7 separate regions of the Sus scrofa genome follow, and regions 1, 2, 3, 4, 6 and 7 are each linked to region 5. A link is a contact called in public Hi-C data. All regions are on one chromosome and are shown on one strand. The core of a region is the stretch at or near the end of the contact, and the rest is flanking DNA. Distances in the headings are between cores, read along the strand shown. Region 1 holds the start of MTF1 (metal regulatory transcription factor 1). Region 2 holds the start of MEAF6 (MYST/Esa1 associated factor 6). Region 3 holds the start of UTP11 (UTP11, small subunit processome component homolog (S. cerevisiae)). Region 4 has its middle 16 kb from the start of ZC3H12A. Region 5 holds the start of C6H1orf109. Region 6 holds the start of DNALI1 (axonemal dynein light intermediate polypeptide 1). Region 7 holds the start of INPP5B (type II inositol 1,4,5-trisphosphate 5-phosphatase).

Region 1 (2,786 bases), core at 138-2,637, 130 kb after region 5:
CTCAGGTCTGATCCCTGCTCCAGTAACTTCCCCACGCTGTGGGTATGGCCACCGCCCCCCCCCAAAAAAAACTAAACAAAAAAACACCAAAAAACTTTAGGGGAAATAAGGGCAAAGTGCTTCAAGGCTGAGTTGCTATAAATCTTCAAGAAAGGACACTCCCCCCAAATATCCCCCAAATCAGACCATGAGACAGTAAGTCTAGGGTGGAATAGTCAGGGCTTTGGAGGCAGAGTCACCTACCCACAAATCCCAGCTCTACTACTTACTACTACTGGGGTAAATGTTCTGTGCCTCAGTTTTTCTCACAAGTAAGGTGAGACTGGTAATTCCTATTCTCAAGAAATTGTTGTTCAGAGTAAAAGAGATTATGTATGTCAAGGCACAATGTCTGACAACCTTGGAGGACTCAAGTGTGAATTTGTTCCCTCCTTCCAAGAACAGATGGGTAGAGGGGCTGATCCCTAATCAGGCATATCTAGTGAAGATCACTTTATATATTTCTCTCCTAAAACAATCTGGTGTCCACTAGTAACTATGCTTTATAGTGTCCTTTCTACAATGAGGGAATGATGAGTCTTATTTATAGTGACTCTTCTTTTACCTGCAAACACACAGGTTCTACAAATGTAGCTTTGGGAGACTGAGGAGTGAATTTTAAAATATTTAGCACATCACTTTTAGTTTTCAGTCTGGCTTTGCACTTTAGCTTTCTCTTCTGCTCTGGATTAAAGTGAACCTTTAACGCTGTAGGGCAGCTAAACAGAGTAGTAGTTACCAGAGACAGGCCAAGGGATCTGATCCGGGAGGAACCGGCCCGACCCCTTGCTCTGGCTTACGCAACCCGGTAGATGCACATTTCGCTGCATCTGAGAGGAGAGATAAGAGTACCGGGGGCCCCACTGGGCTGACCCGGCACCACAGGCGGCAACGCGGAGACCAACTGTCCGGAACAAACAAGACCAGGAGATTCGAAGGTAGCAAACGAGAAGTACAAACGAAGCACCCTTGAGAGGAGGCTGGGAAAAGGAACCTGTCTGGGATAACCCCCAGTCCGGGGCTACACGGAAAAACCCGAAGACAGGCTGGGGGGCTCCAAGCCGGACGGAGAGGGGCAGGGTCCGGATCTCCATGGAAACAGGGGAGGGGGGCTGGATACCCATCCCCATGGAAACGGAGGAGGGGTGGGGTCCCTATGGTGACCGGACTGGGGTCCCTACTGGGAAATGCTTCAGGAGGGAGCCTAAGTCCCGCGCCCCCCAGGAAGTCCCCAGCCCAGGCCGCGTCTAATTTCGCCTTTTACCTCCGCGGCTCCCGGCAACAGCGGCGGCGGCAGCAGCTTCTCCCCTCCCCAGCGGCACCATGATTGCCCCCACCTTCCCCGAACGTCACTTCCGCTTCCGCTTTCCGGAGGAAGGAGCAGATATGGGCTCCGCCTCTCCCTGGCGCTTCTGGTTGGTTTAGCTGGTGTGGGGGCTGAGCTCGAGCCTCCAATTGGCGAGCGGGAGAGGCGGGGCAGGGCATCGCGGAGACCTCGCGGAGCGTGTTTGTCCCGCGCGGGCTTAGGCTCGCCTTGTCCGCTCTCCTCACGGAGTCGAGGATCCGCTCCAGAGGCACCGGACGCTAATCCAACCACTAATCCAAAGTAACCTCAACCCAGTTTGCGCTGCCCTCACCCTGGTAGCCACAAATGCAACGAGAAGGACCACAGCCGCCGAATTCCAGCCGGGACCGCAAGGGGAAAGCCTGTAAAATTGTGATATTCCTCATTTCTCCTACTATGGCCCCAGCTTCCCCTCCTCACCTAATAAAGTTAATATGGGCAGAAGAGCCCAAGAAAATTAGATTGGACCCCAAAGGCAGAAATGAGTATTCCAAGGCTGGCCAGAGGATGCCTCCACCTCTTCCCCGTCTCACATGCTCTAAGACGCCCAACTCCCTCCTCACCCACCTGTCCAGACCGTTTGTTCCAACTTTTTTCCCTGAAGAGACTGTCGACTTCCAGGGTACTCGCGCTCAGGCTAAGGCAGCGCCACCTACTGGCCATTCCCTTTCACATTGTCATCCTACTGGCCCACATCTAAATCACTTTGCACTCCCAAGGAACAGTAAGTAGTGGTGTTCCAAGAAGAGGTTTCACTCGGCTCCTGACTTGTAAATGCCTGGAAGATGTAGCTGTCAGAACTTCTCAGCAGCCACTGCCTATTTTTTAAGCTACTTCTCTAGGATATTCAGAGTGGGACAACCCTTAGACACTAGATTAGGGGTCAAGGGGTTGCAGCCATGCCTGTACTCTCTTGCTTGAAAAATGTGAATAGTGGCTATTAACACCAGACTGCCAGGCAAATATCTCTCTGGCCCCTGACCAGCTGTCCCAGTGCTTAAGCCACAAACTTCCACCTGCTGAGAGCTGCCACCTCTTAAAAGATAAAAACAAACACCACTGTTAAAAATATATTTATCATTAAAATATATTACACATGTGAGAGAGGGAATGCATTATATACAGTTTGGAGGATTCGTTGGCCAGAAAATTCCACTTGTTTCACCAGAACAACAATTTCTTCAGTATTTTCATTTTCACGCCACTGTATTGGCCTCAAAGGCTTAGTGGCCAGCTCCAGAGGTGAGCCACATTTGAGTTGGAAGTGGGGTAGGGTTTGCATATGCATACACACATGTCCTCAGACAGAGTGCTGGAGGCATCTGGTGTGGCTGTGACCTGTTTATTCAGCAGCTTCCGTTTGCATTCCTGTGTCCAACTCATTTATCCTTCCAGACTCCAA
Region 2 (3,017 bases), core at 191-2,690, 160 kb before region 5:
CCACACCTGAGGCATTTGGAAGTTCCCAGGCTAGGGGTCGAATCAGAGTTACAGCCGCTGTCCTACGCCACAGCAACTCAGGATTCCAGCCGAAGTCTGCAACCTACACCACAGCTCAGGCAACACCGGATCCTTAACCCACGGAGTGAGGCCAGGGATCCAACCCGCATCCTAATGGTACTAGTCAGATTCGTTTCCGCTGAGCCGCGACAGGAACTCCCAAATTGAAGTCTATATCAGACTTATAAATTCAAGCTCAACTACACCAAACCAGCCTTGCGGAGGGAGGAATGACACGGGCAGGGGCAGGGTGTTTCACACTAAGGCAGTCTATACCTGTCTTGTATCCCTTGAGGACAGAATGGAATAGAGAGAGCCTGTCCCCAGAAAAATGTACAAAAGTTTGTATATACTCAGAGGCTTCGTGGAAACCCAGCTGTCAAGAACCCGGGCGGAGGAAAAAAAAGAGCAGTCTCCACTCCCACGCATAAAAGGTACTGCTACCAGGAGAGGGAAGGGTAAGCAGCCTTCCAGCGCCAACTGGCTCCCCTCCCCGTAGGCTCCGAAAGGCCGCCAGCACTGGGCTGCCGGTTGCTATGGAAACCTGGAAGGGCAGCTTCAGGTGAGATGGGCCTCCCGGTGCCCAAGCCAAAACGCGAGGGGAGGGAGGGCTTAGCCGCCACGGTCCAAGGGACCCGGGCTGCGTGTCACAATTCTTAATTCCCTAACCGAGTCCGCTCCCCTCGCCTGTCACCTCCTAAGATGTTCCCAAACACATCACATCCCTGCCCATCAAAAACCCCATCTAACGGATCTACTCCTAGTCCCCAAAAGGACGAGACCCTCCATCCTCCAAAGACCAGGCAGGATGTGTGAGTGTCCCTCCCACACTCGCCTCCTACCCCACCACCCCACCTAAAGCCCACCAGCAAGCCCGGACCAATCTACAGCCCACCGATCCGCCCGCCCCGCACTCCTTAAAGATCATGGACCCGCTCGCCCTCGCCTACCCCGCAGAGCTCACGGTTACTCGCTTTAGCAGGGCTGCAGCACAGAAGCCCCCACCCCCTGGCGCCATCCTTCCTCCACGCCCCCGCCCGCCTAGTCCCCCTCCCCCTCCCCGGCTCCGCGCCCCGCCCCCAGCCCAGGCTCCCGGCTCCGGATCTGCACCGCCTGGAAGCCGAGGCGCCGGCGGGCCGCGCACTGCGCAGCCGTCCTCAGGCCGCCGGACTCCCGGGCGCCGCGCTGCGCCCACCGAGTAACGAACCGCCCGGCGCGGCGGAGCCGGGGTCTGGAGGCAGGGGCAGGCACGGGGTCCCCACCCGGGCGCCCCCCGGTGCTAGCCCTCACCGCCAGCTCCTGCTTCCGCTTCACGAGCTCTGCCAGCTCCCGCCGGGTGTCCGGGATCTGCGGCGGCGCCGCCTTGTTGTGCATCGCCATGTTGGGCTGAGGCGGGCGGCAGCGGCGCCAGGCTGGGGGCGGTCCTAGCGCGCCGCCGCCCGCCAGGGGGCGCCCGCCTCTGCACTGCGCCTGCGCAGGCGACTTCCGGAGGGGAGCCCCGCCGCGCAGAACTCCCGCGCGCGCGCGCGTGCGCGCGCCCTGCCAAAAGAACCCCACTGATGGGTTCTGCTTTTGGTCCTAACCGCGTTTCTACACCGCAAATTCACCGTGTCCAAAATCAGACTTATCCGCAGTCTCCTCAGTGAATGACTTTCACTGTCCACCGAATTGCCCAGGTCGGAAACCTGGGTACCATCCTCACCCTCCTTCACCCCCTTAATCCAATCCAAAACCAATTCCTGTGGACTCGACCGCAGAAGAGCCCGCAAATTATTTTCTTTTGTCTGCCACCTCCTTCGTTCATCCAGGCCCTCCCTATTTTAGGTACATTATTCCAGGAGCTCCCGTTTCCACTCTTAGCTCCATTTAATCCATTATTCACAGTGGTGCCAGGATGATTTGTTTGGGGAAAACAAATGTGTTACTCCCCTGCTTAAAACCTTTCAAAGACTTCCCGTTGCCCTTTAGAGAGACAAACATGTGTGGTGGTTAATGACACAAACTAACTACCTAGTTCAAAATTCTACCTCTACCATTGATAAGCTGTCCCACCCTGGGCAGGTAACTCAATTTCACTTGGCTCAATTTCCTCCTCTATAAAATGGAAGTAATAATAGCTCCTACCTAATACAATTTCCATAAGGAATTAATCACTTAAGGTAAGTGCTTGGCAAGTAAGCACTACTTAAGTCAAATCATTAAGCCTGATATTGTTAACTTTGTTTTCATCTCCCCCCTGTTTATTTCTCCTCTCCATTTTTCAGGGTTCTGCAATTTCATTAGAAATCCAGGTAGGATTTTTTTTTTCCATTTTGCTTGCTTGCTTGCCTGCTTTCCTTCTTTCTTGCTTTCTTTTTGCTTTGCTTTGAAAGTCTCTGTGTTTCTTCAGTCTGTGTATTTGTACTTTCACCAGTTCTGGGAAATTCAGCTATCTTTCCTAGGATATCCTCTACCTCAGTTTCTCTCTCCTTCTAGAATTCAGATTAAATTTAAGAATCCTTTTTTTTTTCTCTCTCTACTGCATTCTGTTACATGTTGATCTTGTAACCCAGGGTCTCGCTGAACTCTCTTATTGATTCTAGGTTTTTTGGTAGATTCTGTGGGATTTTTGTTGTTGTTGTTAGGGCTGCACATGCAGCATATGGAGGTTCTCAGGCTAGGGGGTCTAATCAGAGTTGCAGCCATGGGCCTATGTCACCGCCACAGAAATGCCAGATCTGAGCAATATCTGCAACCTACACCACAGTTCATGACGCCTGAGCGTGGCCAGGGGTCAAACCTGCATCCTCATGGTTACTAGTCAGACTTGTTTCCATTGAGCCACAACAGGAACTCCTCTTTGGGATTTTTAAAGTAGACAATAAATTCATCTGCAAATAGGGAGATTTATTTTTTTCCTTTCCAACCTGTGTGTTTTTGTTTCCTTTTTTTGCCTTACTGTGCTGGCTAGACTTCCA
Region 3 (2,761 bases), core at 104-2,603, 240 kb after region 5:
CCTGTCAAGAGACACAGGTGCAGAGTTCCCGTTGTAGCTTAGCGGTAACGAACTGGACTAGTATCCATGAGGACACATGTTCAATCCCTGACCTTGCTCAGTGGGTTAAGTATCCGGTGTTGCTCTGAGCTGTGGTGTAGGTCACAGATGCAGCTTGGATCCTACAGCATTGCTGTGGCTGTGGTGTAGGCTGGCAGCTGTAGCTTGGATTGGACCTCTAGCCTGAGAAATTCCATATGCCATGGATGCAGCCCTAAAAAGCAAAAATAAATAAATAAACAAATAAAATAAAAAAGACGCAGATGCAATTACAGAACTTGCTAAAGGTTAACTTCACATGGTGGAAAAGAAGCCAAATGCCCCTGGAATGCTCCGCTGTGCCCAACTCTCTATCTATCCTTACAAGTATGTTTAGTATTACAACAATAATAACAATAATAGGTCCAATAAATTGTGAACTTACTAATGGGCGAACAGAGTATTAAGGACTTTAAACATTTAAACATTTTATTCTCACAACAATCCTGTAGTATAGTATTATTACCTCCATTTTACAGATGGGAGATAAGGTTCAGTGAAGCTAACTTTGTTTTGGCTGCTAACAGTTAGGATCAGAACACACCTCCGTGGTTTATGGTCCTAATCATTACATGGTACTGCCTCTGACACTCATTCTGTCAGCCACACCTTGAGGGTGTGAGAGACTTAGAACTCTGTAATTAATGCCATGATATGACTCCTTCGTTCAACTATGAGCTCTTTGACCGCCCTATGAGGCAAGCAGTGCATGCTATTATTATCCTTGCTTTATAGATGAGAAAAACGATGTTCATTAAAGTCAAGCGACCTGTCCAAAGTCACATAGCCAGTAACTGGCAGAGCCAGACATGACTTTAAGGTCGCTGTCTCCTTGTAGAAAGCTTTCTCTGGTACACGGGGAAAATTCATGGGGGTCCTAGCTTTAAACGCACCGCGTAAATACGTCAAATGAAGAGGCGTATGAGACTGAGCAGGCGCACACAGGTCCAGCTCGGCCCTAGGGCAGTGCCTGCCGCTTGTTTCCAGGTACCGACCCACAACCGAGTGTGAAGTCCAGTACACGTGGACCAAGGTCTGGCGAACCAAACTGGCTGTCGTAGAGTTATGAGACTAGACCTAAGGAACTACACTTCCCAGAAACAGCTTGGGGAGGGCGCCTTTGCTCCATGACGTACTTCCTGAAGGGCAGGCTCTGGATACGCTGCCGAGAAGAAGTAGGCGGTCCTAAGCCGCCGGCGGCTTGGCCTATTTCCGGTAGGATCTGTAGAAACGGCGGCTGATCCGGTGAGGAACCTGTGTTGCCTACTGCGCTGTTCCAGAAGCGAGCCGACATGGCGGCGGCTTTTCGGAAGGCGGCTAAATCCCGGCAGCGGGAACACCGAGAGCGAAGCCAGGTAGGACCGCATAGTCCCCACTAGCGCTGGCCTGTGGGCCCGTGTGCTATCCTCGTCGCAAACCTACTCCGTTTTACCTGTGGGTCTTGGCCTTTTCTATGCAGAGATGCTACGTGTAAATACCTGCAAATATATGCTAATGACGCTGGCGTAGCTGGGACCGAGGCTCGTGGTTCGAGGCTCGCGGTTCGGAGAGGAGAGAGGAGGAGGAGGAGGTTGTAGTTCTCTCTAGGAAGAACGCGGCTGTCCTCATACTTTGGGGATAATCAAAGCTATCTTGCGAGTTTTCAATGAAGTAGTTAAATGAGATGCTGTTTGTAAAGTGCTTTTTTTTTTCCGGGGAAGCTGAGGTCAAAGTTCACACAGTAAGTGCCCACATCTAAAGATGCTCAGCTGTGCCCACTGCGTGTGCAGAATTGGTTTTTTTTTTTCTTCTTCCTTTTTTTCCGGCCTTCCGCCCCGCTTCCGGAAGTTCCCGGGCCACGTATGGAACCTGTGCCGTAGCAGTGACAACACCCCATCTTTAATTTGCTGAGCCATCAGGGAACTCTGAGATTGGTGTTCTTAATGTGATACCATCATCATGCCTGGGCCTTGGGGTCAATGAAGATTTATCACATACGCTTTTTGTTTCTGTCTCACCATGTAGTGTTGGTGTTTTTCATCCCCGTTACACAGATGAATAAACTGAGGTCCAAAGAGTGAAACTGATTTGCCCGATCAGAAACACCAAATTCAGGCCTAGTAAAGAGTTGTAGGACGTCTTTGGTGGATGTGCCTGTGTGGGAGGGTTGAGTAGAAATTTGCTTAGTATATGCAGAATCAATTTATTCTAGTGCTCTCAGGAATCACACAATATCCAATTCAGAAAGGTCTGTAGGGTATCTGGTCCAACTTCATTTTATAAGATGGGGAAGAGAGAGAGAAGGATATGTCTAAAGTTGTACCACTGATGAGTGGAATGGAAGTAAGGCCTCCCAACCACAGTTCCATCTTACTGCTTTATCGTATTTATCCGACATTTGTTGTGCACTTGCTGTGTGCTCAGCGGTGTGCTGGGAGTAGTGTAATTTGCCAACTTCTTTGCACCTATGTGTGGACCTATCTAAAAGTAAAAACACCTAGAAGTGCTTACTGTGTGTGGGAGCCAAAGTGCAAAATGCTTTGCTTTTCTAATCACATTTAGCTTTCAAGTGTGTGTGGAAGTAGGTACTATTTTTTTTTATATTTGCAATGGGGAAGCTAAGACTCAGGTTAAGAAATTTGCCCAAAGACATACAGCTGTAGCTGGCAATTGGCAAAGCCAGGAATCAGACCAAGTGTTTTGA
Region 4 (3,146 bases), core at 284-2,783, 230 kb before region 5:
AGGATCCGGCATTGCTGTGAGCTGTGGTGTAGGTTGCAGACGTGGCTCAGATCCCATGTTGCCGTGGCTCTGGAGTAGGCCAGCAGCTACAGCTCCGCTTCGACCCCTAGCCTGAGAACCTCCCTATGCCGTGGGCCCAAGAAATGGCAAAAAGACAAAAAAAAAAAAAAAAAAAAAAAAAAAAAAAAACAGCTACAAGAGACTGGGGTGATGGGATGGGGTGCGCAGAGGTCTGATGAAAGATTGAGGAACCCTCATTCCATGGCACAATTCTTGTGGGCCAAACCAGTTCATTAAATTTTTATCATAATCTTCCCAAGGAAAGCCAGACTCCCTGGATTTAAATCCCAACCCTACCACTCACCAGCTGCGTATTTCTTGGGCAAGAGTCTTCTGGGCCTCAGCCTCTCCATAAATATAATGGGAACAATAAGTAGATCAGCCACATGTTGTCATGGAGAGCTAATAAAACAAGCTCTGCTGCTGGAGTTCCCGTTGTGGCTCAGCAGTAATCGAATCTGACTAGCATCCATGAGGACGAAGGTTCGATCCCTGGCCTTGCTCAGTGGGTTAAGTACCCGGCGTTGTCATGACCTGTGGTGTAAGGTTGAAGACACGGCTCAGATCCTGCATTGCTGTGGCTGTGGCTGGCAGCTGCAGCTCCAATTTGACCCCTAGACTGGGAACCTCCATGTGCCACAGGTACGGTCCTAAAAAGCAAAAAACAAAGCAAAACCAACCAACAAACAAACAAACAAGCTCTGCTGAATGCCCAGCACCATTAACTGCCTAGTAACTGGCTGCTGTTCTGTGCCAGGTCTGGGGGGGTTCTGAGGCTGTGGAGGTGGAGACAGGGCTGGGCAGGTGGTACCATTAATAGTGACCTCACCTCTCTGTTCACAGCTGTTGCCATGGCATCCTTTTTGTTGTTGTTGTTGTTGTTGTCTTTTTGCCATCTCTTGGGCAGCTCCCATGGCATATGGAGTTTCCCAGGCTAAGGGTCTAATAGGAGCCATAGCCGCCGGCCACAGCCACAGCCACAGCAACGCGGGATCCGAGCCTTGTCTGCAATCTACACCACAGCTCATGGCAACGCTGGATCCTTAACCCACTAAGCAAGGGCAGGGATCGAACCCGCAACCTCATGGTTCCTAGTTGGATTCATTAACCACTACGGCCATGGTGTCATTATTAATAGCACTCCCTTTCATTCTCAAAAGTATCCTAAACTGGATGACTAATTATATGGTCATCCTGCTCCAAATCCCCCACTCCAATGAAGGTGCCTCAGAGCTTGCCCCTGAGGTTTGGGGGAAAGTTCCTGACCCCTTGACCTGCTTTCTGTCTGACTACAGAGTCCTAACCCTGAGCCCTAACCTCAAGCTTGGCTCCGACTCAAGAAGCTCGTTACCTCCAAAGCATGATAAAGAAACGGGGCGGGGAGAGGCCGGGGAAAGGCCAACGGTGGCCGGAAGATGCTGGGATTGGAGTCTGGGATTCCGGGAGCCACTGAGGGCAATTTACGCAACCCCTGATCCTTAACTTCCTCTTCTCTCTGGGGAAGTGGGGGTGGAGGGATTAGCCACAGCACTCTCTCCACCCGTGGTTGCAAAGATCATCTGGTGGTTCCATCAGGAGGTCAGTGACATCTGCTTCAGCCACCAAAGCAGAATTTCCAGGTCCTCTTCCTCAAGGTGACCAGAGATGGGGACAGAGAGAGCCGTAAAGGGGCACAGATGGGGAAGGGGTGGTCTGCCCGGTGCCCTGGCACGAAGAAGTCCTATCACTCAGAGCCTGTGTCCTGCAGACCCTGACCCGCTTCCCACAGTCCCCCAACACCTGCCCAGGCACCTCAGACCCCCTCAGATACCCATCATCCAGGCAGCAGCAATGGCTGTCCCCAAGCTTCATCCCTCCGTCTACAAGAGCTGCCTTCTCAGAGTTCCTGTCATGGCTCAGCAGAAACGAATCTGACTAGTATCCACGAGGACGCAGGTTCAATCCCTGGCCTCGCTCAGTGGGTTAAGGATCCAGCATTGCCCTGAGCTGTGGTGTAGGTCATAGACACACCTCGGATCCCATGTTCCTGTGACTGTGATATAGGCCAGTGGCTATGGCTCCGATTCAGCCCCTAGCCTGGGAACCTCCATGTGCTGCGGGTGTGGCCCTGAAAAAGCCATCAGTTGATAAAACCAGCAAATCAAGGGAGATGTCTGTATGGGGGTGGGAACCACAGAAGACAAGAGGGGGTGTCACAGTGGAGTGAGGAGGGGTCTGAGTGGGAATCTGGCTCAGGGTGTCAGAGCACAAATGGGGTGAGGGGGGATCCCCACATGGGGGAGCCAGTGTGGGTGTCAGAGCCCAATCAGGGTGAGCAGGGCAGCCACCGGGGGCTGGGGGGGGGCATCCTGGGAAATCAGAGACAAGGAGAGGGCCGGACTGGAAGTGGGGGACTGGAAGTGGGAGCCTAAGGCAGAGTCAGGAGGGGGTCTTAATGAAGGGAGGGGGTAACCCTGCCTGAGGAATCCGTCTGACAGGAGGGGGTTCAGAGCAAGGAGGGACGGCCCAGATCACCACCACTCAGGACTCCTTCTCCACCTGCCCAGGGCCTTTCTAAAGCCAAGGAGGGGAGCTCCCGTCGTGGCTCAGTAGTTAACGAATCCGACTAAGAACCATGACGTTGCGGGTTTGATCCCTAGCCTTGCTCAGTGGGTTAAGGATCCAGCGTTGCCTTGAGCTGTGGTGTAGGTTGCAGACGCAGCTCGGATCCTGCATTGCTGTGACTCTGGTGTAGGCCTGCAGCTACAGCTCTGATTAGACCCCTAGCCTAGGAACCTCCATATGCCAAGGGAGTGGCCCTAGAAAAGGCAAAAAGACTAAAGTAAAATAAAATAAAAAGCCAAGGAGGACCTGGAGCCATTCCCAAATCAACCGAAGTCATCAAACATGCACTGAGCACCAGTGACGTGCTGGGCAGCTCTCGGGGGTTGAGAGAGAGTCCGGATGGAGTCCAACAGCCTAGTGGGGACGACAGCCTGGATCCTGCCTTTATAGGATGGGTTGATGGGAGCACCTGCAGGCAAGGGGGCAGTGTGACCTCTCAGGGGGCATCAGGAACTGTTGTGAGAAGAGGCAAGCTGAGTGTT
Region 5 (2,979 bases), core at 241-2,740:
TTTGACAGTCTCCTATTAGTTAACAGCACAGACTCTATACACTAGAACCTTCTTTTGTCCTGGTCAAGGAAAGGCCATAAGTTCCCTGTCTCTCCTCTATCCTCAATTACCTATAACTCGAAGCCAGAGAGTCTAACACTAGGCATAACGAGAGCTTAGAGGGGTACCACTCCTGGCACAGACACACCAATGTACAGCAGAACAAAGTAGTGGTTAAGAGCTCCGGCCTTGGTGTCAGATACACTTGGATGAGAATCCCAGCTTTACCATTTACTAATTGCAGGACCACAGGCAATCTGCTTGGGCCTCAGCTGCCTCACCGGAAAAATGAGATTAAGTGAGGTTAAGTCATAGAGGTGCAGAAAAGATTTTACGGATAATGGACGTAAAACCCTCAGCTCTGGCACCCACTAAGTTTATAGTACAGCTCTTTGCTGCTTTTTACCAAAGAAAAACTTACAGAGGAGGGCTAATAAGCTTTCTCCACTGTTTTTCTGTTCTGCTTTGGTAACTTTTACGAAGTCCACCATTGCCACCCCTAGCCTGACAAAAGAAATGTCAGAAAGTGGCTTTTTGACAGAGGTCCCATTGCAACAGATGAAAAGCACGTAAGGTTGACACATCCCCAAATACAAAGCTCTCAAGTAAGGAGAAAAACATCCTTCTAACTGATCCTAGTTTTCTAAACACCTAGCTTTAAAATCTTTCCACCAAGAACAGAGCCACTAAACCTCTTACAGCCTCTCCTCTAGCTTGTCCAGGACAATGTCACCAGCCGCCAGCTGCTTGCGTCTCAGCCGCTCCTGTAAGTCTGGGAAGGCCCGAAGTGCCGGCACATCTTCAAATCGCAGATTTTGTGCGGCCTGCAGCTGCTCTGCCAGGTTACTGAGGGAGGCCAGGAGCGGCGGGCAGTCCTTAAGAACGCTCTGCCACAGGCCTTGCTGCTCCTCCACCACGAGAAAGCACTTCCTTAGGGCCTCCTGCACGGCAAGCAAAGGCCCAACTTGAGTCATCTTCTGTGGGAGGAAAAAAAAAAAAAAGACACAGCCCTAGAGTCCCAAGTCGGTAGGGGAAGTACCAAGTCGGTAGGAGTTATTTCCGTTCTCAAGTGAGGTCCAGCTAACCCAGGGTTTCCTCAGGTAGCTGTCTATCCCTCCCGACGGGAGTTTCTAGAGTGAGGGGTTGTCTTACCTTTACACAGGCTCTCGGAAGGCAGGACCCTTATTTCCCACCTCGGGAAAGATTTCTTGACTATTCCTCGCAGGAGGCTCATCCGGCTTCGGGTAGTTTTCTGTTTCAGACTGTGGGTTTCCCGGGCCGTCTCGAGTTTCCTGAACCCGAACCTTGTCTCCTCTCCATGAAGTTACGGCTCGCCTTCCCTAAACCAGCGGCAAAAGTTAAAGCTAAGGCAGTTAAAGTCTGAGGACCTCTCTAGGCCCTCAAGAGCCTTAGGGACTCTCTTTGCGCATGCCCCAACGTGGCTACAGAGTCGCGAAAATATGCCGTCAAACTGCAATGACTTCTGGGTGCTGTAGTCCTGCGTGTGAATTGACTGGCCGATCGCAGAGCGTCCCTGCGATTGGCTGTTGTGGGACCCTCTAAGACGGCGGCTTCTCATTGGTCAGCTTGTGGCAGTTTGAATTTGGTGGCGGCGGTCGCACGTCCGGTTAGTCCCGGAGCCGCTCCCTCTCAGCTGAAGCAGCCAGGGTTTTCTCAGCCCCTATTACCGGGGCCCACAGGTGAGTGCCTCGCGAATCGTTTATGCTCATGCCGGGAAGGGCAGGGGTCCCCTTCCAACCCCCCTGGGGTGTCCTCCGCCCTCTCCTGCTCCTTCGCGGCCCCCTTTCCCTCCCTTTCTCCGCCGCTGACACCCTTTGGCTTGGCCCCTCTCTCCCCGCAGTCTCCAGCGAAGTGCCATGGCTCCGGCTAGGAAAGGCGGCAGTCGGGTGGCCAAGAACAACTCGCTACGGAGCCGAAAGCTCGCTTCCTTTCTTAAAGACTTCGACCGTGAAGGTAAGGGGCGGAGCCCGGGAGGTCGCTGGCATCTGGGACAATCGCGGGGTGCTGGCGGGTTGGGGCGCAGGCCGCACGGATTCCAGGCCCCGTTTGCCCACTGGTGACCCACGTCTTGTCCGCTCTGCCCTCTTGCAGTGCAAATACGATCCAAGCAAATTCAGTCAGACAGGCAGAACCTCCTCAAGGAGATGGATAACCTGTACAACATCGAGATCCTGCGACTCCCCAAGGCACTGCGCGAGATGAACTGGCTCGAGTACTTCGGTAAGAGCTGCTAGAGTTTCCCCAGGCCTCGACCTGGAGCCCTTCTGTGGTTCCAATGACAGCCTTCATCTTCATCCTGAAGTCGTCCAAGATCCCTGTAGGAAACTGCAACCTTACCCATCCCCACTCTGTCTCACTGCCTTGCTTTATTTTTCTCCTTTGCTTTTAACCTCATCTACTTGTGCAGGTAGGCAAACAAACATTTTCTCTACAGAATCGGGTAGTAAATATTTTAGGCTTTATGGGCCAAATGGTTCTCATTGAAAACTACTCATCTCTGCTGTGATAGTTCCGAAACAGCTGTAATGAATGGGCACAGCTGTATTCCAATAAACATGTATTTATGGACATACTAAAATGTGGATTCACATTATAAGATTTTTTTTTTTTGATCCAACCATTTAAAAACAAACAAATGAATAACTTGGTCTGTTACCAGAGCTCAGGTGGAAGGATAACCCCAAGCAGGTCCTTCTGCTTATGGAAATTGCCAGTTTTAAAATGGGCAGATCAGGGAGTTCCCACTGTGGCTCAGTGGTAACGAATCTGACTAGTATCCATGAGGATGCAGTTTGGATCCCTGGCCCCACTCAGTGGGTTAAGGATTGGTGTTGCCATGAGCTGTGGTGTAGGTTGAAGACAGGACTCAGATCCTGCATGGCTATGGCTGTGGCGTAGGCCAGCAGCTGCAGCTCCAAA
Region 6 (3,199 bases), core at 437-2,936, 140 kb before region 5:
CCCACCGCATTCCTACCCACCTCACTATACCGGATCCCCTCCCCTCCTCCTTTTCTAGAAGGAACACAATTAATTCCACTTCAGGATCTTTGCACTGCTTGTTTTCTCTGATTAGATCTTTACAAGCCTGGATTATTTTTATCAATCAGGTTTCAGGTCAAGTGGCAGACTTTTCACAGAGAACCACTTCTCTCCACTCTCTATGACATTACTGTCTTAACCTATCCCTAGTACTTGTTACTAACAAATTATTTTCTTTATTTCCTTGTTATTCTGTCTCAGGGCTAGAGCATCTCAGTTTCACCAGGGTAGAGATCATCTATCATGCTCATTCTTTCCACCCCAATACCCAGGACGGCCTGCCTGCCTGCCTCATATTTTCTTTTCTTTTTCTTTCTTTCTTCCTTTTTTTTTTTTTTTTTTTTTTTGTCTTTTTAGGGCCACACCCTTAGCATATGGAAGTTCCCAGGCTAGGGGTCAAATCAGAGCCACAGCTGCTGGCCTACGCCACAGCCATAGCAACACAGGATCAGAGCCGCATCTTCGACCTACAATGCAGCTTATGGCAACGCTGGATCCTGAACCCACTGATCGAGGCCAGGGATGAATTCTACATCCTCATAGTCCTCAAGAATACTAGTCCAGTTCGTTACTGCTGAGGTACAATGGGAACTCCCATTATTTTCTTTATTTCAGTTTTATCTGTGTATAATTTTACAGTTTGATTCAAATTCCACATATACATTTATATTTTAAAAAATTGTACATAGCTATTTTCCACATTATTTTATAACCTATGAGGTCTTTAGCACATAATAAGTACTCGACAAAACTATGTCGAATGAATGAATAAATTGTTCGCAAAAGACAATTTCCCCCCAGAATATCAGACAGATCACCTAGGCTCAGGATATGAAAACTTCTTGGGGCAGATAACTGAAAAAATAACCCCATTTGGAGGCAGGTGGGAAAAATCTTTCATTTCAACATAAACTATCATTGTCATCAGCTGGACCATACTCGGAGAAATGCTGAGCACACAGAGATGAAGGAGCAAGAACTTGCCCATCAGGCATTAGGCGTTTAACGCCCAGGTATAACGCAAGTAACAGGTATCAGAGTAAACGTTAACACACTCACAACCGGTCACTTCTATCGCCTTAGGATTAATTCAAGCTGCCGCGCTCAGCATTCAAGGTGTGCTCCTGGTGCCAGCCCTGTCCCCCTTTCTCAAAAAGCCCGACCTCAGGTCTACCCCAGGCTGCTTCCCACTTACCGGCTACCTCCTCGAGCTCGGTTCCCGCGGTGACCGGGGCGGCCTGACTCGCCGGCCAGCGGGGAAGGGCTACCGCCGGAGGAGTCCGGACGGCGATGGACAGGAGGCGCGGATTCCGGGCTGAGGCGCTCCTGCTTCACCACCACCGTCGCCGCCGCCACCATGTCCCCGTCCCGGTGCCTTCGCCGACTTCCCCGCTCCCGCTCGCTCTTCACCTCCTTCATGCTGTGAAACGGCTGAGCCAAGGAAAAACAGGACCGTCGCGCTCCTCTCCGTGAAGGAAATGACGGACTTGAGTCCTGGACTTCCGCTTCCGGGTGCGCGCTCTCCCAGAAACCCTCGCGGCGGATAACGCGATCAGAATCCCGAGTGGGCGGGGCCTTAGGGACCCGACTCTGTGGGGCGGGAGTTTTAGGTTTCAAAAACAAATTGGGGGGAAAAAGCTCCTCTCAAGGTTGTTTGTTGACGCGTTATTACTAGTTACTAAACATGGGGACAAACTACACATCCAGCAGTAGAAAAGAGATTATGTCACCATTTGCAATGGTATTTACAAACTATACGACAAATGGAAAAAAGTCTGACTTGTTAAATGGAAGAAGCAAGATGCAAAATTGTGCGCAGACTGTGATGACATTTACGTTTGGAAATACGAAGGAAAGGGGAAGAGAAGGAAATGCAATCACAGATCGTAGCCCGGGCAAATCGTCGGCCGGGCAAATCGTCGCCATTTCTCCATTAAAGGCAAACTCTTTTTAAAACCTGGGAACTTTAAATGCCTTCCTCTGGGAATCTTCCTCAGCCTTCACTGAGGAGTCAAATGATTCCATTTGCGGGTGACAAAATCCAGGATCAGCGAAAGTGATCTGCGCCTTACTCAAACCGTGAGCTGGACGCAGCGAAGGGATCCAGAACTCAAGTTTCCCCTGCTTCCAAGAGTGCTAAGGCGATCCCGGTGAGCAGGAGGCTTGACAAGCTAAACGCAGGAGAACTTTCCTCGAAGGTTGAGCAGAAAGAAACTCTCGAGCTGCTGGCCCCGCCCCGCCTCGAAGCCCCGCCCAGGCCATGAGGATGTCAAGGACGTTTCCATGGCGACGGCAAACACTGCCCTGACAGGAGGGTCGCTGCTGTGCTGCTACCCTCGCCGCCGCCATGATCCCCCCCGCCGACTCTCTGCTCAAGTATGATACCCCGGTATTGGTGAGCCGCAACACGGAGAAACGGAGTCCCAAAGTAAGGAGGAGTCTCAGGATGGGGGAGCTCGGAAACTCCCACGGGGAATGACAGATCCCTGCCTTGAGGATTGGGAGTCCCAAGGGACAGAGGGTGCAGTGACTGGGAATAAAGGGAATTAGGACCAGGCAAGGAGGGTGGGAGAGCGGTACAAGAAGCCCAGATGTTGGGTGATCCTAAGGGCAGATTTAGGATGGGAAAAAAAGTCACAGAGAGATGGATGGGGCTCCCTGCCCTATCCAGGTAGTGTACAAGGATAGATCTGATAGTGACTGGCCCCATCTCTAAAGGTAAGAAAGTAAAGGCCTGAGCAACATCTGCACAAGGAGATAGAAGCATTGAGTTGGGGTGGGACCAGAGATTCTTCATGGCCTCCTTCAGCTCTGAAACATAACTTCTAATGAGGAAGAGTGATCTGAGAATGGGGGAGAGGTATGCGAGTGACCCGGTGAAAGCCTGCCAAAGTGTGTGGAGCTGAGTGTCTAAATCACCTCCTGTCCCACCTTGTCCTTCCTTCTCAGGCTCGGCTACTGAAAGTCAGCCCCCAGCAGCCTGGACCCTCAGGTCCTGTCCCACAGCCACCGAAGACCAAGCTCCCCTCAACTTCCTGTGTCCCAGATCCTACAAAGCAGGCAGAAGAAATCTTGAATGCCATTCTGCCGCCAAGGTTAAAAAAAAAGCAGTGGCTGG
Region 7 (3,125 bases), core at 228-2,727, 190 kb after region 5:
CGACACAGACTCGCTGGGTGACCCTGGGCAAGTCGCTTCACCTCTCTGACTTTTTCTCATCTGTGATATGGTGATAATAATTCCCAGCTTCACAGCAGGTAGGAGGATAACTGAGTATGTAAAACACCTGGCAGAGAGTCTGGGACTGGATAAATGCTTAATAAGTGCTGGTTTCTGGAGTTCCCATCGTGGCTCATCAGTAATGAACCCGACTAGTATCCATGAGGACGTGGATTTGATTCCTGGCCTCGCTCAGTGGGTTAAGGATCCAGCGTTGCTGTGAGCTGCGGTGTGGGTTGCACACATGGCTCAGTTCTGGTGTTGCTGTGGCTGTGGCATGGGCCGGCATCTGCAGCTCCAATTGGACCCCTAGCTTGGGAACTTCCATGTGCCGCAGGTGAGGCCTTAAAGTTAAAAAAAAAAAAAAGTGCTGGTTTCCTTCTCCCTGCATGCCGCCTCCCCCCCCCACCCCCACCCCCCCCGACCCCATGGCACAGAGAGAGGGAGGCAAGCAGATACACACGTGCGGACACCAGTCATTCCACTTGCCAAGGCCAGGCAGGATATGATGAGGCAGTACTCCCCCTCAGCCAGGGTCTCCTGGATGGCCACAGACTGGTCCATGCTGGGCCCCCGCTGAGCAGACACACCCTGGGGGAGGGCAAACGGGGGCTCCTTAAGTCAACAAGTCTCCCAGTGGGTGATGGAGCTGCCTCCGAGGGCTGGGGGCAGGGAGGAGGGGCTTTTGTGCTGGGAGAGGGTGGAGGAGGCCGGATCCTCTCCCTCCTCCTCCCCGCCCCTCCCCTCTAGAATGGACCTCTTAGTTTCTAGGGAGAGGGGCCAAACCTTTGCCTCTGGTGGGAGGTACAATGTGCTGTACCACCCTTTGTCTGGAAGGGCATCCAAGCGTTTCTAAATGGGGTCCAGTCTACTTGTCGGATGTGGAGTGGTGCCTTGTCCCATTACTGGAGAGCAGGACACTGTCCCACTGCTCCTGGGATGGAGCTCTGCCTCTCTTTTGGGGGAGCAGAATGAGTCCTGCTGGCACCTCTCAGGGAGGTGTCAGAGGGGTATCTCCATGGGGTTGTGGAGAAACCCTGTTCCTCTCAGAAAAGGAGCCTCTCAGCCTGGACAAGTCCTGTGCTCCTTTCCTTGGAGATGGGAAAGTGTCCCGTTGCTCCTTGGCCCTCCCCCAGCCCAGCAGGCCCCATTGCATCAGCCGCAGGCCAGGGTGTCTGGTTCTGACAGCCTCAGGACAGGGGTCCCGGCCCTCAAGTTGTCCAGTCCCTCCTGCTCAGCCCTGCCTGGCTTCCCTGCTCCCACCAGCTCCTGCTACCCTGCCATTGCCACCTACCTCTAGAGCTGTCACCGCTGCTGGCGGTGCGGAACACCGCGGCCCGGCCCCGGGGCCCAGCCAGGGACTACATTTCCCAGCAGCCCCTGCGCCACAGGCTGGTCAGCCGCCTGCAAGTCCCAGCATGCCCGCGCCAATCCCTAGGGGAGGGCCCTCCTGTCCCTGCCCCGGGTAACCCCTTAGGACCTGGGATAGAATGGGCTCCTATTCCAACAACGTTTTCCTAAGGACTGCTCCTGCCTCACCGTCCACCCTCTGTCATGGAGCCAGAACCTCCTGCCCAGGGCCCAGGAAGAAGATGGTCACTTTAAGGGACAACATTTTCTCCTGAGTGTCCTCCTCAGCTCTCAACACTGGCCTCTACTGGAACTCTCCCTCCCCAAATAATTACCCCAACCTAGCTTAAAGGAGAACAACACTATGAAGAACCACAGTCCCCATTTTCCAGGTGAAGAAACTGAGGCTCAGGTTGCATAATTTGACCAAGGCCCCACCGCAGCTAGCAAAGTGGCAAAATGGGGCCTCTATTTAAAGTCTGATTCCAGAGTTCCCATTGTGGCTCAGAGGAAATGAATCTGACTAGTATCCAAGAGGATGGAGGTTTGATCCTTGGCCTGGGTCAGTGGGTTAAGGATCCGGCATTGCCATGAGCTGTGATGTAGGTTGCAGACGCAGCTCGAATCCTGCATCACTGTGGCTATGGTATAGCCTGGCAGCTACAGCTCCGATTCAGCCCCTAGACTAGGAACTTCCATGTGCCACAGATGCTGCCCTAAAAAGACAAAAAAAAAAAAAAAAAAAAAAATCCTAATTACAACTTCTTTGCCATCAACACTGCCACGTGTGCATTTCCTCCCTTAGCCTCAGCAGTGTCTGTGATGGCAGCACCCGGTCCTGCCTGCCTCATGGGGCTGTTTGAGGTTCATGGATACAAACGCTTCATAAAGGGTGTGACCCTGTGCATATACAGTACTTCGCTGAGACCCCATCCTCTCTCCTTCTCAGGGAGGAAAGAGGTCAGGGAAGGGGGTCCCTTGGCTCTCAAGAGAGCCTGAGTGTTGACTTTGTTGTTCTCCAGCCCCTTCCCCTCGTTCACCTGGCCTCAGGCACCTGGGTAAAGCATCCCTCCTTTGGGACCTCGATTTCCCCACCTAAGATAAGGACAAAAAGGGCCAGCTCAGATCAGGGAGTCCAGCCTATTGGCCATTTGAGTAAACTGTAAGCTCCCCCAATAGTCTCACCCCAGTGTAGTTTGTGGCACACAGGTAACCTTCAGGATATGTTTATTGAATTAGCAAATTACCTTAATAAATACTCCTTCTCTCAAGCTTTGAGCCAAGCTGAAGGGTCAGTCCTGGGGAAGAAGTGACCATGCGATTTTCTTCTTTTTTCTTTGGAGGCATATGGAGGTCAAATCGGAGCTGCAGCTGGAGCCTAGGCCACAGCCATGCTGGATCCGAGCTGCGTCTGTCACATATGCCACAGCTTACTGCAATGCTGGATCCTTAACCCACTGAGCCAGGCGAGGGATTGAACCCACATCCTCAGAGAGACAACGTCAGGTCCTTAATCCACCGAGCCACAGTGGGAACTCTGACCACGTGATTTCTAACCCATCTTCCCTCCTCTTGCCCTAAGCTGAGGGTTGCTGCCTTAGTGACCAGTTCAGGTTTGTACATGTAAACCTCTTGCAGAAACAGACATCACTTTCTTCTCAGTCTTCTTTTCCTGGAAATATCCACAGCATAAATGGAGCTCAATTTGATTAGAA

Evidence for each region. A called contact is a pair of places that touch in the nucleus more often than the background predicts.
Region 1: a contact with region 5 is called in a Hi-C map of embryonic fibroblasts, with 4 times the contacts expected there. The contact joins the promoter of MTF1 here to the promoter of C6H1orf109 in region 5. A contact is called at or near these places in 2 of 5 promoter capture datasets (fetal liver and liver), 10 of 47 Hi-C or Micro-C datasets (alveolar macrophages, embryonic fibroblasts, heart right ventricle and 4 more) and 1 of 2 datasets of contacts at active chromatin or transcription factors (alveolar macrophages).
Region 2: a Hi-C map of skeletal muscle shows a contact between it and region 5, with 3 times the contacts expected there. The contact joins the promoter of MEAF6 here to the promoter of C6H1orf109 in region 5. A contact is called at or near these places in 4 of 47 Hi-C or Micro-C datasets (heart right ventricle, liver and skeletal muscle) and 1 of 2 datasets of contacts at active chromatin or transcription factors (alveolar macrophages).
Region 3: a Hi-C map of liver shows a contact between it and region 5, with 6 times the contacts expected there. The contact joins the promoter of UTP11 here to the promoter of C6H1orf109 in region 5. A contact is called at or near these places in 2 of 5 promoter capture datasets (fetal liver and liver), 2 of 47 Hi-C or Micro-C datasets (embryonic fibroblasts and liver) and 1 of 2 datasets of contacts at active chromatin or transcription factors (alveolar macrophages).
Region 4: a Hi-C map of retroperitoneal adipose tissue shows a contact between it and region 5, with 1.7 times the contacts expected there. The contact joins the enhancer-like site here to the promoter of C6H1orf109 in region 5. A contact is called at or near these places in 6 of 47 Hi-C or Micro-C datasets (alveolar macrophages, fetal liver, heart right ventricle and 3 more) and 1 of 2 datasets of contacts at active chromatin or transcription factors (alveolar macrophages).
Region 6: a Hi-C map of liver shows a contact between it and region 5, with 6 times the contacts expected there. The contact joins the promoter of DNALI1 here to the promoter of C6H1orf109 in region 5. A contact is called at or near these places in 3 of 5 promoter capture datasets (fetal liver, fetal skeletal muscle and liver), 19 of 47 Hi-C or Micro-C datasets (adipocytes, alveolar macrophages, embryonic fibroblasts and 10 more) and 2 of 2 datasets of contacts at active chromatin or transcription factors (alveolar macrophages and skeletal muscle).
Region 7: a contact with region 5 is called in a Hi-C map of embryonic fibroblasts, with 2.7 times the contacts expected there. The contact joins the promoter of INPP5B here to the promoter of C6H1orf109 in region 5. A contact is called at or near these places in 2 of 47 Hi-C or Micro-C datasets (embryonic fibroblasts and liver) and 1 of 2 datasets of contacts at active chromatin or transcription factors (alveolar macrophages).

Annotation. Positions count from the first base shown.
Region 1 is chr6:93,883,017-93,885,802 of Sscrofa11.1, forward strand. It overlaps MTF1 (metal regulatory transcription factor 1), which reads right to left and starts at 1,388. Exons shown (of 11, transcript NM_001243544.1): 1 at 1,304-1,388. INPP5B (type II inositol 1,4,5-trisphosphate 5-phosphatase) reads right to left here. Exons shown (of 25, transcript XM_021095974.1): 25 at 2,455-2,786.
Region 2 is chr6:93,587,542-93,590,558 of Sscrofa11.1, forward strand. MEAF6 (MYST/Esa1 associated factor 6) reads right to left here and starts at 1,441. Exons shown (of 7, transcript NM_001243456.1): 1 at 1,351-1,441. The coding sequence starts at 1,440.
Region 3 is chr6:93,992,333-93,995,093 of Sscrofa11.1, forward strand. UTP11 (UTP11, small subunit processome component homolog (S. cerevisiae)) reads left to right here and starts at 1,354. Exons shown (of 8, transcript NM_001244742.1): 1 at 1,354-1,433. The coding sequence starts at 1,371.
Region 4 is chr6:93,523,483-93,526,628 of Sscrofa11.1, forward strand. No RefSeq gene overlaps it. Among named protein-coding and RNA genes, the nearest start is that of ZC3H12A, 16 kb to the right of the region's middle. Within about 2 kb of position 1,534, at least 17 of the 83 cell types and tissues checked have an H3K27ac peak or open chromatin away from gene starts, as enhancers often do. A contact at or near this core is called in alveolar macrophages, omental adipose tissue, retroperitoneal adipose tissue and 1 more, where this site is marked.
Region 5 is chr6:93,749,106-93,752,084 of Sscrofa11.1, forward strand. It overlaps C6H1orf109, which reads right to left and starts at 1,491. Exons shown (of 5, transcript XM_021095972.1): 1 at 1,192-1,491; 2 at 739-1,016. The coding sequence starts at 1,013. It overlaps CDCA8 (borealin), which reads left to right and starts at 1,589. Exons shown (of 11, transcript XM_021095971.1): 1 at 1,589-1,739; 2 at 1,901-2,013; 3 at 2,152-2,280. The coding sequence starts at 1,917.
Region 6 is chr6:93,610,577-93,613,775 of Sscrofa11.1, forward strand. DNALI1 (axonemal dynein light intermediate polypeptide 1) reads left to right here and starts at 1,687. Exons shown (of 7, transcript XM_003361926.3): 1 at 1,687-2,393; 2 at 2,395-2,509; 3 at 3,031-3,176. The coding sequence starts at 2,365. SNIP1 (smad nuclear-interacting protein 1) reads right to left here and starts at 1,593. Exons shown (of 4, transcript XM_021095969.1): 1 at 1,277-1,593. The coding sequence starts at 1,500.
Region 7 is chr6:93,942,921-93,946,045 of Sscrofa11.1, forward strand. It overlaps INPP5B (type II inositol 1,4,5-trisphosphate 5-phosphatase), which reads right to left and starts at 1,478. Exons shown (of 25, transcript XM_021095974.1): 1 at 1,355-1,478; 2 at 568-651. The coding sequence starts at 624. All of the region lies in intron 2 of LOC106510652 (a long non-coding RNA gene), which reads left to right.